2 separate regions of the Zea mays genome follow, and region 2 is linked to region 1. A link is a contact called in public Hi-C data. All regions are on one chromosome and are shown on one strand. The core of a region is the stretch at or near the end of the contact, and the rest is flanking DNA. Distances in the headings are between cores, read along the strand shown. Region 1 holds the start of LOC100281331. Region 2 holds the start of LOC100280496.

Region 1 (6,653 bases), core at 667-3,166:
AGCTAGAATCTTCAGTAGGCACAGCTTGACAAGTTTTATACAGAAGAGGTTCACCTCAGTGATTATTTTTTCTGATTCTTTAGGTTCCTTTGTTTCCTGCAAAGAAAGAACCACTCTCAGCTTCAGAAGGTGAATATTGGGAAAGAACCAATTATCAGTGCAAAATGTTAGTCAGGCAGTAGAAGAGAATAAGCCTAAGTGTTCTACTATCAGACAGTAAATCGTTGGCACAGATCATGATGTACATGCTGTAGTTATAGAAGACTAAATTAAAAATCCTAATAAGTATTTTGACATGGGTTAACAACTGCAACTTTTAGAGATTATTATAGAGACCTATAGCTATCTCGAGTTCTTGACATCTTGCAAAAAGCAACTTCCTCAAAAACCTAAAAACTATTTTGACATCTTATTGCATATTGCGTTCAAAAAAACATCCTATTGCGTTCAAAAAATGCAACTTGGATTTCTAGAAGTCCCTTAGAGTTGCTCTAAGTGTAAATATTTGTAGGTTTTTGAAACCTACTACTTATATAACAATCGATTCTAAAATAAATTTCTTACCTCTTGATAACTCAAACTGCCGAGATTACCATCCTCAAATCTTTCGCTTTGAGAGGACGATGGTGCTACATAAACTACCTTCAACTTCACTTCTTCCACTACATTGCCTGAATCTTTGGTAAACTACATAATCCATCATTAAGATATTTTTTTAGTGAACAGAAGGAGCAGCCCCAATATAAAACGCTGAACCACAGAACACACTGAAACTGTGAGTCTGTGACTTATTACCATGTCTCCAGTGACCTCCTTTGGCACGACCTCCTTGGCGACAGTGGCGCTCTGCACAAGGAACTTGTCCTTGCATTGCATGTCCGGTGGCACGTCCCGCTGCGCTTGCATCGTAACTGGATCCGATGGTTCACGGTGGGTTATCACACGTTAAAATAAAGAGCCAGTTCTATGTCATGATAATTACCAACAACGTCAGCCTTGGACCGGGGCGCCACCATGCCGTTGTTTGGGCGAACGCAGTACTTTTTCGGGCTTGTCGTCTTCACCTACAGTCGCGATGCTGCACACGTTAAAAGTCCCTGAAAGGATACGGCACCCCACCATTTTGTTTTGTTTTTGTTTTTACACAGCTCGCTCTGCCCCCGCCCCCAGAGGCCAGAGCCCACAGGAAAGGAGTCGTTTTACCTTGAACGCGACCTGCTTGTCTGTCTTGTTCGTCAGCTGCAGCGTGCAGGAGATCTGCTTATTTAATTCGACTGCGTGCATGCATGCATGATCCAGAGAGAGAAAACGGAAAGGGGATCAGAAGACGAAGGAAGGAACGACACAGGACGGCCGCGGATTTTCCTTAAAAACGACTACTACTAGAAACCAGAGAAGCAACATCGATCGAAATGAGCGCAGAAAGGATAAGAAAAGATGGTCATAGAAAAATTTATCGAATGGAAGCTGGACGCAGCGAATCGAAATCGCGGAAGGAAGGAACACATACATGGGAACCGGAGCTCGACGGGGTCGATCCCGAGCAGCTCCCCGGACTCGGTGCTCATCCTGGGCAATCGAAACGGACGCAACCCGGCCGCGGTGGTGGGAGCGGCGAGGTGGGGGTTCGGAATTGCGATGCTTCCCCTCCCCTCCACTCCCCTGCCTCCTCCTCCTCTCTCTTTCTCTCTCAGTTTTTTTTTTCTCCGACTATCTATATTCCTGAGGCGGTGGAGCAGAGAAGGAAGCGGGGGGAAAACGGAGGGTCGAAATCGGGGGGAAACTCGGGATTTTGGAAGGGACGAGAAGGTTGCCCGCCCGTTTTCCTTCGGAGGCGGGAGAAGGGGTCAGCAGCTGCAGAGCAGGACGCAGGGAGCCGGTTGGTTGCAGCGTCCGCATCACGTAGGACTTCACTTGTGCCGCCAGCCGCCCGCAGCCCGGTCCTACCAGAGGGTCCCGCCGGCAGTGCTACTGGATTTCCATGGCACGGGCCACGTTTCCGTGACTGGCAGGCGTCTTCCTGCTGCCGGCGGCGGCATCGATACACAAGTAGAACGAGGTGTCAGTGTGTCACGCTCCAGGCCACAAGTTGCCGCGGCCGGGGTGCAATTCAGGTTCCGTGCCGCCATCTTCGAACTAAACGTTGCTACATATATTTGAACAGTTTCAGTAGCAAACTTAACAAAAAAACAACACATGTATAATACTCCCCCTGTTTTAAAATATTAGCCGTTTTAGTATTTTACTAGATCCGTACAATACTTTATGTGTATATTTTATATATGTCTAGATTTATCCATTTGAATATAGATATAAAATTCAAAGGCTAAAACAACTAATATTTTAGGACGAATGTGGTATTAGATATGTGGACATAAGATATGAGTATAATAATCATATAGATAATACTGACAAAAATAAATCACTCATCATGGTAACATGAGTTCATATAGGTGAGCCATGAGAACCAAGTATGTAAAAAAACATACAAGTGCGGGTGATTAAGAGTCGGAGAATCAAGCGGACACAAGAAGCCAGGGGTGACCATGATCGCGTCGGCCACACCATGCATCGTCTCGGCTCAGCGACGGTGGTGAGGTGCACGCGCATGCAACACACATTCGTCCTTTCCAACAACTCTATATGTATACACATAAAGTTTAACCATACAAGTTGTATTAACACCTGTCAACATCATGTATGGTACTAAACCATAATGCATATCTTATTTAATACGACCCTTTAAAATTTATTCAGTTGTTTATATGGGCCAACCCCACGAAATAACTAACAATCCCATCAAAATCTAAGGCACGTATTAAATAATCTCAACCATTGTTCTTTGATATATCAGGGTTTCAGCGAAGACTGTTAAGTGGAATATCCGCCTAGGAATAAGTCGTGCACTCCTTCACAACTGAACAATAGATTTATGCCTTGAATTAACAATATTGTGAGAAGTGAGTTTCAGTAAGGTTCCTATCTGGCACTAGACTGTTACAAGCATCTTCTCTTTTTGACACATATAGATCACACTTCGAACCCTTAAGTATCTATATATTATCCACATCTTATAGACTATGACTAGTAGTCGAACTCATATATATGTGTTTCTTCTAGTATGTTATGTAGGATAACATCTTTACTTAAATAAGGCACTCATGTTATATTAAGAATTAAATCAACATATCACATAGTAAAGGATAAACATGCATATCTAACGATATAAACCTTATCATAAGGGATCTCTCCATCATCGTTAGTTGTTCCATTTCACTTAGTGCACCTTCTATCACATTACACGACAATGTCTCACCCAGATTTAAGGTCAAATCCAGATGTATATCACATGTGTGCTAGGATCAAGTTTCACACATATGGCGAATCAGTGTACAGAAAACAATGTCACGTCTTTATTACTTCATACAATTTCTATACAAAATAACTAAATAAATTACATCATATGACGACAACGGTCCTCCACAACCATAGTTGACTGGGAGACGACGACTTAGATCTCTCCGAACTCATCTTCATCTTCATAGTCTCTCCTCTGGCGGTACATGTTCTTAACATGGTGTGGTCATAGCAAGGGTGAGCTCTCATACGGTCATCGCTCAGCAAGTGTGGAGAAAAGTGTAGTGTAAGGCTTACTAAGGATAATGGTTAAGGCTGAGCGTAGCTTTTAAATTTGTTGACCAAAATTTTATAAGTAAATATCATCCCAATTACTTGATAATATTGAAATCCCACAATTCAAATGCATGACATGTTAAATTTAATTCCATAAACTACTCATGTGAGGTTTCAAGCCGCTCATGGCTATAAGCACGACTGATATACCAGTTTTACACTCTGCAGAAGTTGCCAATCTTTACCCACAAGACATGTATCCCGTCTAGTCAGGATCTGCAAAGCCTTTAGATACTTCTGATGTGAATGGCTAGGGAACCACTATGAGGCCTTTACAAAGTTCTACTAGTTCGAGAAAACTTGCTACCATTTTAGGCAGAGGGGGTATAGGAATCACTCATCCGAAAACCTAACACAGACAGCTCGACCTGAGAATGTAACACCCTGATTTTGGCGGTATAAATTTTCTTTCTAATTATCACCCAAAATCATGTGTTACTCTTCCTTTTCTCACTCTAGGATTTCTCTCTCTAGATTCTTTCTCCCTTTTTCTTTTTGATTAGAAATAGCTTAAACTAGTGGAGATTAATTATTTATTTTTGTCAAAACCTTATGAGTCATGACATGTTGCATCATGCTGAGCTTAAAATATTTTTTGAGGTGTTGCATAAGCTTGAATTTATTTGAATTTGAAACCTAGTTTGAATTTGGATTGGAAAACCCTATAGAAAAAGGAATAGAAGGAATTAGAAAATCCAGAGAAAAAGAAAAGGAGAAAGCAGCCTAGTCAGCCCACTAAGCCCAGCCAGGTCGCGCGCCCGCGCCGTCTGACAGGCGGACCCCGCCTGTCAGCGGCAGTTCTCCCTCGCACGCGCCCTCCCTGTCTCGCTCGCTGCCCACTAGGACCAACCTGTCGGCGCCAGTTTTCTTCACTCGCGCGCTCCCTCACTCTCTCTATCTCGCGGGCCTGGATCGCCAGTCATCGAGCCGTTGCCCCACGCACCCCTTTCTTCTCTCTCTACGCCGTGGGCCTACCCTGTCAGTTCCGCCCCCTCCGCTCTCGCCATGGACCGGCGCGTGCGCACTTGCTCACGTCGCCGGATTTCTCGGCCACGACGCCCGCCCACGCGCCCAGCTCCCTTCTTAGAGCCCTGCCAGTGCCCCGCGCACACCCCTTGCCTCATTTCGCTCAGCTTCACCCTCTCTCGCGCTCTGCTCACGCCGCCAGCTCCGCCCCGAGGTGAGACACCCGTCCCCGTGCTCAATTTCTCTAGTTTCGCTCTGTGCTAGGCCAATTTTGGCATCGTCGGTGCTCGGCCGCGGCGGTCCGCCGTGCTCGCGCGGTGGCCAGCCGATTTAGCCCGATCTAGTTCCCCGGAGTAGGTCCCTGTGTCACCCCTGCCTCTGCTGAAGCTAGCCCAGGCCTTAGCGTGCCTTAAGTCCCCTCCCCGTGGCCGGAATGGCTCACTGGAGTTGCTCCGGCCCGCCCGAGGCCTTCTCACCGCCATTCTCCCCTCTCTGCCCGTGGATTCATGGTCCCTTCCCTGCCATTGAGTTCGCAGTGGCGCCCTCTTCCTCTCTGCCCAATCCCGGCGACCCCGGACCCCCTTAGCTCACGCCTGCCTCAACTCCGGCAACCTCACCGCCGTGGAGAGGAGCAGCGCCGCCCGCAACCGTTCACCCCTCCCCGGTCTGATCCTCCGATCCTGATCGCACGACCCGGACTGCGGGTACCGCTTCGCGCACGCGTGCCCTGACGCCCTGGCCCGCCTGTCAGCGCCGCCTGCAGCCATCCATCCCCCCGGTCTGATCCCCTCCGTCTGATTCAGATTGCATGGCCCGGACCGCGGGTATCACTTCACGCCCGCGCGCCCTGGCGCCCTGGGCCGCCTGTCAGCGCCCAAACCCCCTGGCGCTGGGCCCGCTTGGTCAGCGCACTCTCCCCCTCTATCGCTGACACTCCCTGGCCCGCCTGTCAGCGCTCGCCCGCTCGCGCGCGCGCGCCCTCAACCGCAGATCTAATCTTAGCCGTTGGTTTCAGATCTGACGGTTAGATTCACCCGATACCCCTTCGCGCGTTAGTTTTCTTAAAGAGACCCTCGGTTTACTGGAAATCAACCCGCCGTCCCTAGTTTCCGCGTGCAGGCCCCTGTAATCTTGCAGATTTAGCCCTAGACTTTTAAATATTCACAGAATTGGCCCTAATTTCATATTTTGAATTCCCCAACTTGTTTATTTCATAACTTTTGCATATGAACTCCAAATTTAGTGTTTCAAATTGCATTATGTTCATAGAATTATTCTCTGTTTAAATAAAATAGGTTCACTTACTGGCTGCACACTCTAATTTTTAGGATTGAATATGAACTAATGTAGGTGTATGTTTTATTTATTTAATAAATAAATAAAGGAGAACCTTAGAGATTTAAACTTGTTTAAGCTGGTGAGATTAATAATATGTATTACATAAGTTCATCTCTGTTCTAAATTTTCGGTCACCATAAAATAAATTGACCTATGATTATGTACTTGTAAATAACACTTAGGGAAATAATAATCTATTTTCAAATAAAGTTAATGTATGCCATAGTTTATGTTATACTTTGAATTCATTATCCCTTATGTAGTATTGTGTCTTTTTAAGATGTGTTCCAATGTTTGTACATGTTTGGTGTGATGTTCATTTGTACTTTCCAAATGTATTGAATGCATGCTCGCTTTATTTAGACAACGAGCAGTCCGAGGTTCCTGAGTGTGTTGTTGGAGACCTACCTGAGCAACAACCTGGTGAAGGCAAGTGTCCACTGATCCATTATGTCCTACATACTTCATGATTCACTGTCCCGCATTAATTTATGAAACCTAAGGATTGACTAATCTGTATTCACTTATCCTTGTTTACCTTTTGGGTTACCATGGTTAGCATGTTGCTATTGCCTTAACCTAATCAATGAACATGATGTGAACATTTATGATACGACACTGTTATCTTGATTATGTGGATGATCTTGTGATACCTT
Region 2 (7,194 bases), core at 2,410-4,909, 170 kb after region 1:
AAGAAATGCAGTGAAGTAAGCCATTTCTATAAAACTTACTGGTGAATATGTAATTTACAAGATGATCCGTCAAAGTATGTCAAACTTGCTTAAGTTGTAACAGTAAGTTGCAACCCAGTTGGCTGGTCGGGGTTAAGTAACTTCAATAGGAAAGTTCTGAATGCATTTGCCCAGTTATGACGAAGTATTGTACTTAATCACAATAGTATCATATCTGACAAACACAAACTTCCTAGGTAAACTGAAAATAACTCTTAACTACCTCAAAACTTTTTAGTATACTAGGAGAAGTCAATCAGGACTTAAAAGTTCTAAAAAGAAGTTTTCCAATAACATGTGTCATGTGGGGCCACCAGTACACGCCAGGGATTACATTCTCGTTTCGTGATTTCAAAAACCGTTTTGTTGACCAAAATTTGACTATTATATTTTCAAATTTGAAATCGAAATACATAAAAAATCACACCGGTTTTCATTTCTCGGTAGACATCGAAAACGAGAAAAACTACCGAAATTTGCTGGTTACCGACCGGGAAGGTAATCCCTGGTACACGCACCAGACCCATGCCAGAGATGCCGCCAAGAACACGCAGCGCGTGTCAAACGCGCTGTAGGCATGATCACTGCAGCTAGTGTCAGGCCTGCATAGTTTAGTTGGTAGGAAACTACGGTGCCTCAATTTGAGGAGCTTTTCCATCTATTGTTCGTTAGAGGCTACGTGCCTATTTACATCTTGTATTGGAACACTTGACGATTAAGCAATGATTAAACTTTCTACTGCTAATCTCCTCCCTCAACATAGGGTGCAGAGGGGAGAAACCTTCACCCCATTCCCGGCCATGACTACGAACTATGTAGTCGAGGTCCAGTAGTCAAGGTCCAGCTACTCTGAGCCCTGGTGCCCTTGACACATTGTAGCAGGTAAATGATCCCTTTGAAATGTCCAATCACGAAGTGATCATGACTCTTGAGGTAGAGTAGCATCAAGATGAATCAGCAATTAGCATGTAATCAGAAAACTAATACAGTAATATTATTACAAGATAAAATACTTCAAATGGTTTGAAGGATATTCTGTAATGTTAAGTTAGACATGGTGGAGAACATATTTCCAACAAATGCTTGGCAATGAAACTCTGCACTCTTGTCGCTTTTCATAGACATCAGCAACCATCACTGGCACAACAATATAATCTCTCACCTGCCATCCATTTTTGGCAAGGGACTGGTGTAAATAGAAGCGATGGCAAAGCATGACTGCTGTTGCTAGTGTCATCTGAGGTCTGTGAAAAAAAAAGTTGTTACCACATATAGAAAATCTTACCAAAGTTGCTAAAATAATAGTCTAGTAGCAGAGTCAAACATGTTGGTCGTATAACCAAAAAAACTGTCTTACGAAAAAAAAGGAAGTCATTTATGTTCATGAGAGATTAGGAAAATGTAAACAATCATGTTATGAGCCACAATATAAAGTAGTACCCCTCCATCCCAAAATATAATTCGTTTTAGACTAATCATATATTCATCATTAAGTAACATATGAATGAGTTTGCATGTATGTCTATATTCATTATCATTTGAATGAATGTGGACGGAAAAAATGTGGGCTAGAAAGAACTATATTTTGGAACGGAGGGAGTATAAACTAAGAACACTCTCGAATACGGTTGAACAAAGTCAATTTCACTTAAGAGAGCCAAAAATAGTTTCTTACAGCTTCAGCCTGATGCCAACATCCCGGATAAATGAACAATATAAATGCCGAATTTCTGATTCCTTGTTTTCAGTAATACCATCTTTCCTTGATGGAGAAAATTTCTCTAGTTCTTCCCTGGTGAAGTACCAAGAGTACATGCATTCATGTGATGATTTCTCAAGGATATTGGGCACCCCATCCATCAGTATGTCTGAGACACCCTGTTGGATGGGCTCTGTGCAACCTCCTATAAATCGAGATAAAGTTGAAGGAATCGTAATTAATTGTATCCTGGATGTTGGAAGTTTTGCGAAGCAACCTGTAGAATTGACATGTCTTTAGAACCAAATATCCAGTGTTTTGCATTGATATACTGCTAGAGAAAAGCAAGAACATATAAATGTAGAGAAATAAAAAATATTTCTATTTATATAAGTAACGACTATAACATGCAGGGAAGCTATGTCTTTGGCTGCTTTAATGGGTTTTTTATGGCAAGCAACTCAATTAGCAGCGCCCAATTGATAAGTCACGGAGTTTTTGGACTTCCACTGTAAAATGAGCATAGGCCTGATCAACAAGCTAAAATCCACTCTATTTCATCACTAATAGAATCATGATGTGGTGTTAAACTATCACTGTGTGTGTTGGGTTGATGGGGTCGAAGGGTAGTTTTAGGCCTGCCAAGTCTATTTTGTTGTATAAACAATACGTTCCCGATCGTTGTTCATGAAGAAGGTGTTACGGAATACTGTTGAAGTGGATGGTTACTAATAGAACATTCTGCTTCGCAAAATGGTGTCACCAGTTAGGTAATTTTCATGGAACTATCTTGAAAACAAAGCCCACAGCCTAGCCTGGGTATTTCAGACTCACTAACAACAATCCATCTTCGAGGTCGGAAATACTAACCACATTCTGCAAGCCCATGTGTGCCCTCCCCTCATGGTTTAGTAAACAGAATCTAAGTGTTTAAAGATTTCCAGAAACAGCAAAGAAAACATTGAGAAACAAGACAAGTAGATATATTTCTGATTTACTAAGGCGTTGTTTGGATAAACTCAATCCCCCCAATCCATAATTGGAGTGGAAAACGGACTACTTTTCCACCACAACAGTCAAGCCCTTCCAAAACGTATGGATTGAAGGGGATTGCTGTGTTTCCAAACAAGCCCTAAGGATAAGTAAGTCAAAACTCATGACTCATAGCAATTGGAACTCCAATCTATTTAAGGCAGCTTAGAAGATGCAATACGAACACTGTCAAGCACACAAGTCCTGCTCTTTTGGTTGAATATCAATAGTTTAACTTCAAGCTCAGCCCGCACCATCCTCACATGAAAAATTACTAGGATGATTTTTCAGGTAGGTAAAACAGGCTAATTCAGCAGGTACAGGATAGAGGCATAGAGCTTGTGGGGTGGAGTAATAATAGCACTAAAAGCTTTGTGAAGACAAAACTTGTCATTTATTTGAATACAATAAACACGAGCCTAATTTCCACCAAATTCACGACAGTTTTTATTTCTACCCATGCACCTTATATACAGAATTAAAAATTAGCAAACTTGACACCTGGGGCGGACCCAGTAAAGGACATGGGTATACATGTAGAATCGATTGATTTTGCAAAAAGAACGAAAATAATCAAAGTTTGCAGGCATAATACATGTATACTACACTTGTAATTGGATCAGATCAGATCCAAACAGAAATAGCTTGGGTTTGGGAGGGAGCTCGATTTCGCACGGCAGGAACGGAAGAGAAAGGGTGGGCGTACCCGATGGGTGCTCGTCGCCGGTGAAGGTCCCGAAGTAGAGGCCTGGGCACGGCGGCAGCGGGGACCGCCAAGTCGTCGCCACCAGAAACAGATAGAGCGCACGCGAGGGCACGGGACTACGGGAGAACGACGCGAGAGAACAGAAGCAAGGCCGCAGTGTGTAAACGTTTCGGGCCATTTTCGGAATCCCATTTTCTACTGGATTTCCAATTTCTAAAGGAAAAATGAACTAATTTTTATTAAGAAAATTAGCTTGAAATCATATTTTTCAAGTATTTTTTATTTTTTAAATAAATACTTTATTTTCTCTTAAAAATAGAAATTCCTTAGAAAAATAAAGTTTCCAAAATACCTCTTGAGAAACACTCTAGTTTTTTTAAACCGATTTTATCTTTGGTTTCTAGAAACAGGTTTTCTAGAAACAGGTTTACTATAAAAAAACTGGATAAAGGTGTTTGGAACCTAATCTTTAAAAAACAGTTTCTAGATATTTCAATCATAATGACTAATCTATCTTCCTTTATTTTGAAAGGGTGGCAATAGAGGTGATTTCTATAAAATCAACAAGAACATGACGTAAACGGATAAAAACTAGTTTTAATTTGTAAACGGATAAAAACTAGTTATAAAGGTTCCTATTCTTGCAGATGAGGTAACCCGTGAGCATGTCCCTTGGCCCTTGCACAGCTTGACTTGAGCAGTTCTAACTTGTAAATTGCAAAGAGCCTGATGTCTGACCAAGGTGCTTCAAGGCCGAGCACTCAACCACAAGGTGCTTCGAGGCCGAGTAGAAGCATTCATCAAGTTCCCACAAAGAGCAGTGCTATGGTTGCAGTAGGTTCCTCAAGTACAGCTACACCGACGAGTGTTGCTGCAAATGCAATGCCATTTCCAAGTGCTCAAGCTCCACCATCAGAAGGTACAGAACATGTGGTCATAAATGATGATGAAGATAATGTACAAGTTGGATGCAAAAGGAAGATGAAATCTGATGTGTGGCTTGAATTTGAACAAGTAACAATTGGGAGTAAAATGAAAGTTGAATGCACTTGGTGTAAAAAGCTACTAGTTAGAGATAGAAGAGCCGGTACTAATCACTTGTGTGGTCATCTTAGATGTTATCAATCAAGACAGGTTAGGAAAGGATTAAAACAAACCTCCTTAAAACTATGAAAAGATGAGAATGGGGTAGTAGTTGTTGAGAAGTATGTGTTTGATCAGGAAGTTGCTAGGAAAGAACTTGCACTAATGATATGTGTCCATGAGTATCCTCTATCTATGGTTGATCATGTTGGTTTTAAGAGGTTTTGTGGAGCACTACATACCCTATTCAAAGTAGTGTCCACAAATACCATTAAAAGGATATATTGGATATGTACGAGGTCCAAAGGCTTGTAGTAGTGATGTATTTTGACGGTTACAATCAAGAATTGTCGTAACTACTCACATGTGGACAACAAACCATCAAAAGTAAGGATATATGTCTATGACAGTACATTTCATTGATGATGAATGGAAGCTGAAGTATTTTCTTTTGAGGTAATAATCTATTGCAATGTCTTGTTTCTTTGAAGTTATAAGTTATATGGTGCTGCAGTTTTGTAGTGCTAAAAATATGTTGGAATGTTGTTGCTTGTAGGTTCATATATGTGCCTGCTCCACATACCGGGGAAATGATAAGTGATGTCCTTTATGAGGTACTACAAGATAGAAGGTGTCAACGGTCACTCTTGATAACTGCACCACCAATGACAATTTGATGAGTTATATGCAAGATAAGCTACCCCTTCTGTCGGTGTTTTGGGTCCGACCGCACACCCGGGGTTACCCCTCAAGGTGTTTTAGGAGTAGGACGGTGTCGCCGACTGTAGCTAAATGGTTCGTGCCCGATGCACGAGGAACAATGGACAATGTTTACAGGTTCGGGCCGCTTTGAGATGCGTAACACCCTACGTCCTGGCGAGTATGCTTTGTGTAATGGGTTACAAGGTAGCTCTCATAAAGAGTTGAGGTGGGTGGCAGAGTAGTGGGATCGATCGTTCTGAAGGGGTGCCCCCTAGGCCTTATATATTCGACCGTGTGGCAATACATGTGGATATGCACCTAAAAGATAGTGAACTGTTTTTGTCTATCTTCCTATGATTCTGCCGACTTATCCTCGCCTGGTTACGTCGTACGGGGCTCCAGCGCGGGAAAGTCGGATCTTCTGTTGCGGTCGTTTGCTCAACGCTGTGGGGCCATCCGGGCTTGCACTAACCCGGCCTTATGTCGATCTGCTTCACTGGTCGCTCCTCCCCAGGCCCATGAAGGAGTGACCTTACGATTTATTGGGCCCTTGGGCCTTTCGTGAGGTCTTTTATCCTTCTAGTGGACCCGAGGGATATCTGTCCCCCGCAAGCCCCCGATCTTCGGGCTAATTTTGAGATAATCAGCCCAAAGATCCTAGGTCCAGCTTGCAGTCTTTGTTTATGACGAGAAATGCTTTCCAAGCAGTCTGGCAATAACGATTTTTTACTGTCTTCTCCTGCTTTGATCACTCGTGAACTGGAGCCTTGTTTCATGCTTGTGCCTTAGAAGTCGACATTTCATACTGTAGGACCCTGAACTTCATTGGGTGCACCGGAGGTGCACCCAATGGGTGTAGCCCCCGAGCTTCGAGTGGATTTTGGAAAATAATCCACTCGAAGGTCTTCATCAGAAATCTTGCCTTCAGTTTTGCCTTATGCCTTAGAAACTGGCGTTGCTTTCTCTCGAAATGGTGATTTATTGGGTGCACCGGAGGTGCACCCAATGGGTGTAGCCACCGAGCTTCGAGTGAGTTTTTGAAGATAATCCACTCGAAGGTCTTCATTTCGTGTCTTTTTGCTGAGAGTAATCCTATCTTTTTCCGAATGCCTTAGAGGTCAGCATTATGTCATCAATATTATGCTTTAGAGGTCAGCATGTATTTTGTCTTTTGCAGCCGAGTTCGCGATCCGCCCATATCTTGCTAGGTGGTGTAATTTACTTGCTCTGCGACTGATTGGACATTTGATGGACGTTCTCTGGCTAGTCTTCACGTCGCTTCTGTCGGTCAGATTTTGTACTTCACCGGCTATATTTGGCTTTCCTCTGATCCTTACTGATATCTCATTTTTGTCTTGAGGTATTCATTGCATGCCCTGCACGGATGTGACAGTTTTGAAAAATATACTGATAATTCCTGGGCGTCCCCCCCAATGGGTGTGGGCAAGGGACGGCTTGGTACGCTGAGTGTTTTAGTCGGCTGCTTCTGAGTAGTAATGTGATGTGACGGCGGGTGTAATCATATCATCCGCGTTGTTGACTGGAGTCCCAATGGGTGTTGTGTTGCGTGAAACGGCGTCAGCCGCCTGACGTGTCTTCAGACGGGTTGAAGTGTGTATTGAATGCTTCGCGACTGTTCAGTGACCGTGGTTGGAGGTGAGCGGTTGCCTTCTTCTTCTATAAATAGTGCCTTTGCCTCTCTGGTTTTTTCACATCTCTTGTTGTTCTCCGCTGCTTGCTTTCTTCCTCTCCTTGCATTTCCACCATGGGCAAGAACAACAAACGCAAGCGCGAGCCGACTCCTCCATCAGAGGACTTTGGCGACTCGGAATACTCAGAGGAGGAGTTCTCCTCTGAGTCCAAGGGGTCTCCAGATCCCGTCTCTCCCCCAGCGTCGTCCGATGACTCGGACGACTCTCAGGGGATTGCCGCG

What was found. A called contact is a pair of places that touch in the nucleus more often than the background predicts.
Region 2: a Hi-C map of ear shows a contact between it and region 1, with 2.3 times the contacts expected there. The contact joins the promoter of LOC100280496 here to the promoter of LOC100281331 in region 1. A contact is called at or near these places in 3 of 25 Hi-C or Micro-C datasets (ear, endosperm and tassel).

The regions. Positions count from the first base shown.
Region 1 is chr4:153,658,936-153,665,588 of Zm-B73-REFERENCE-NAM-5.0, forward strand. LOC100281331 reads right to left here and starts at 1,917. Exons shown (of 8, transcript NM_001154249.1): 1 at 1,511-1,917; 2 at 1,204-1,274; 3 at 983-1,064; 4 at 796-911; 5 at 565-687; 6 at 55-96. The coding sequence starts at 1,568.
Region 2 is chr4:153,832,140-153,839,333 of Zm-B73-REFERENCE-NAM-5.0, forward strand. It overlaps LOC100280496, which reads right to left and starts at 3,660. Exons shown (of 7, transcript NM_001153416.2): 1 at 3,477-3,660; 2 at 1,715-2,015; 3 at 1,202-1,283. The coding sequence starts at 3,654.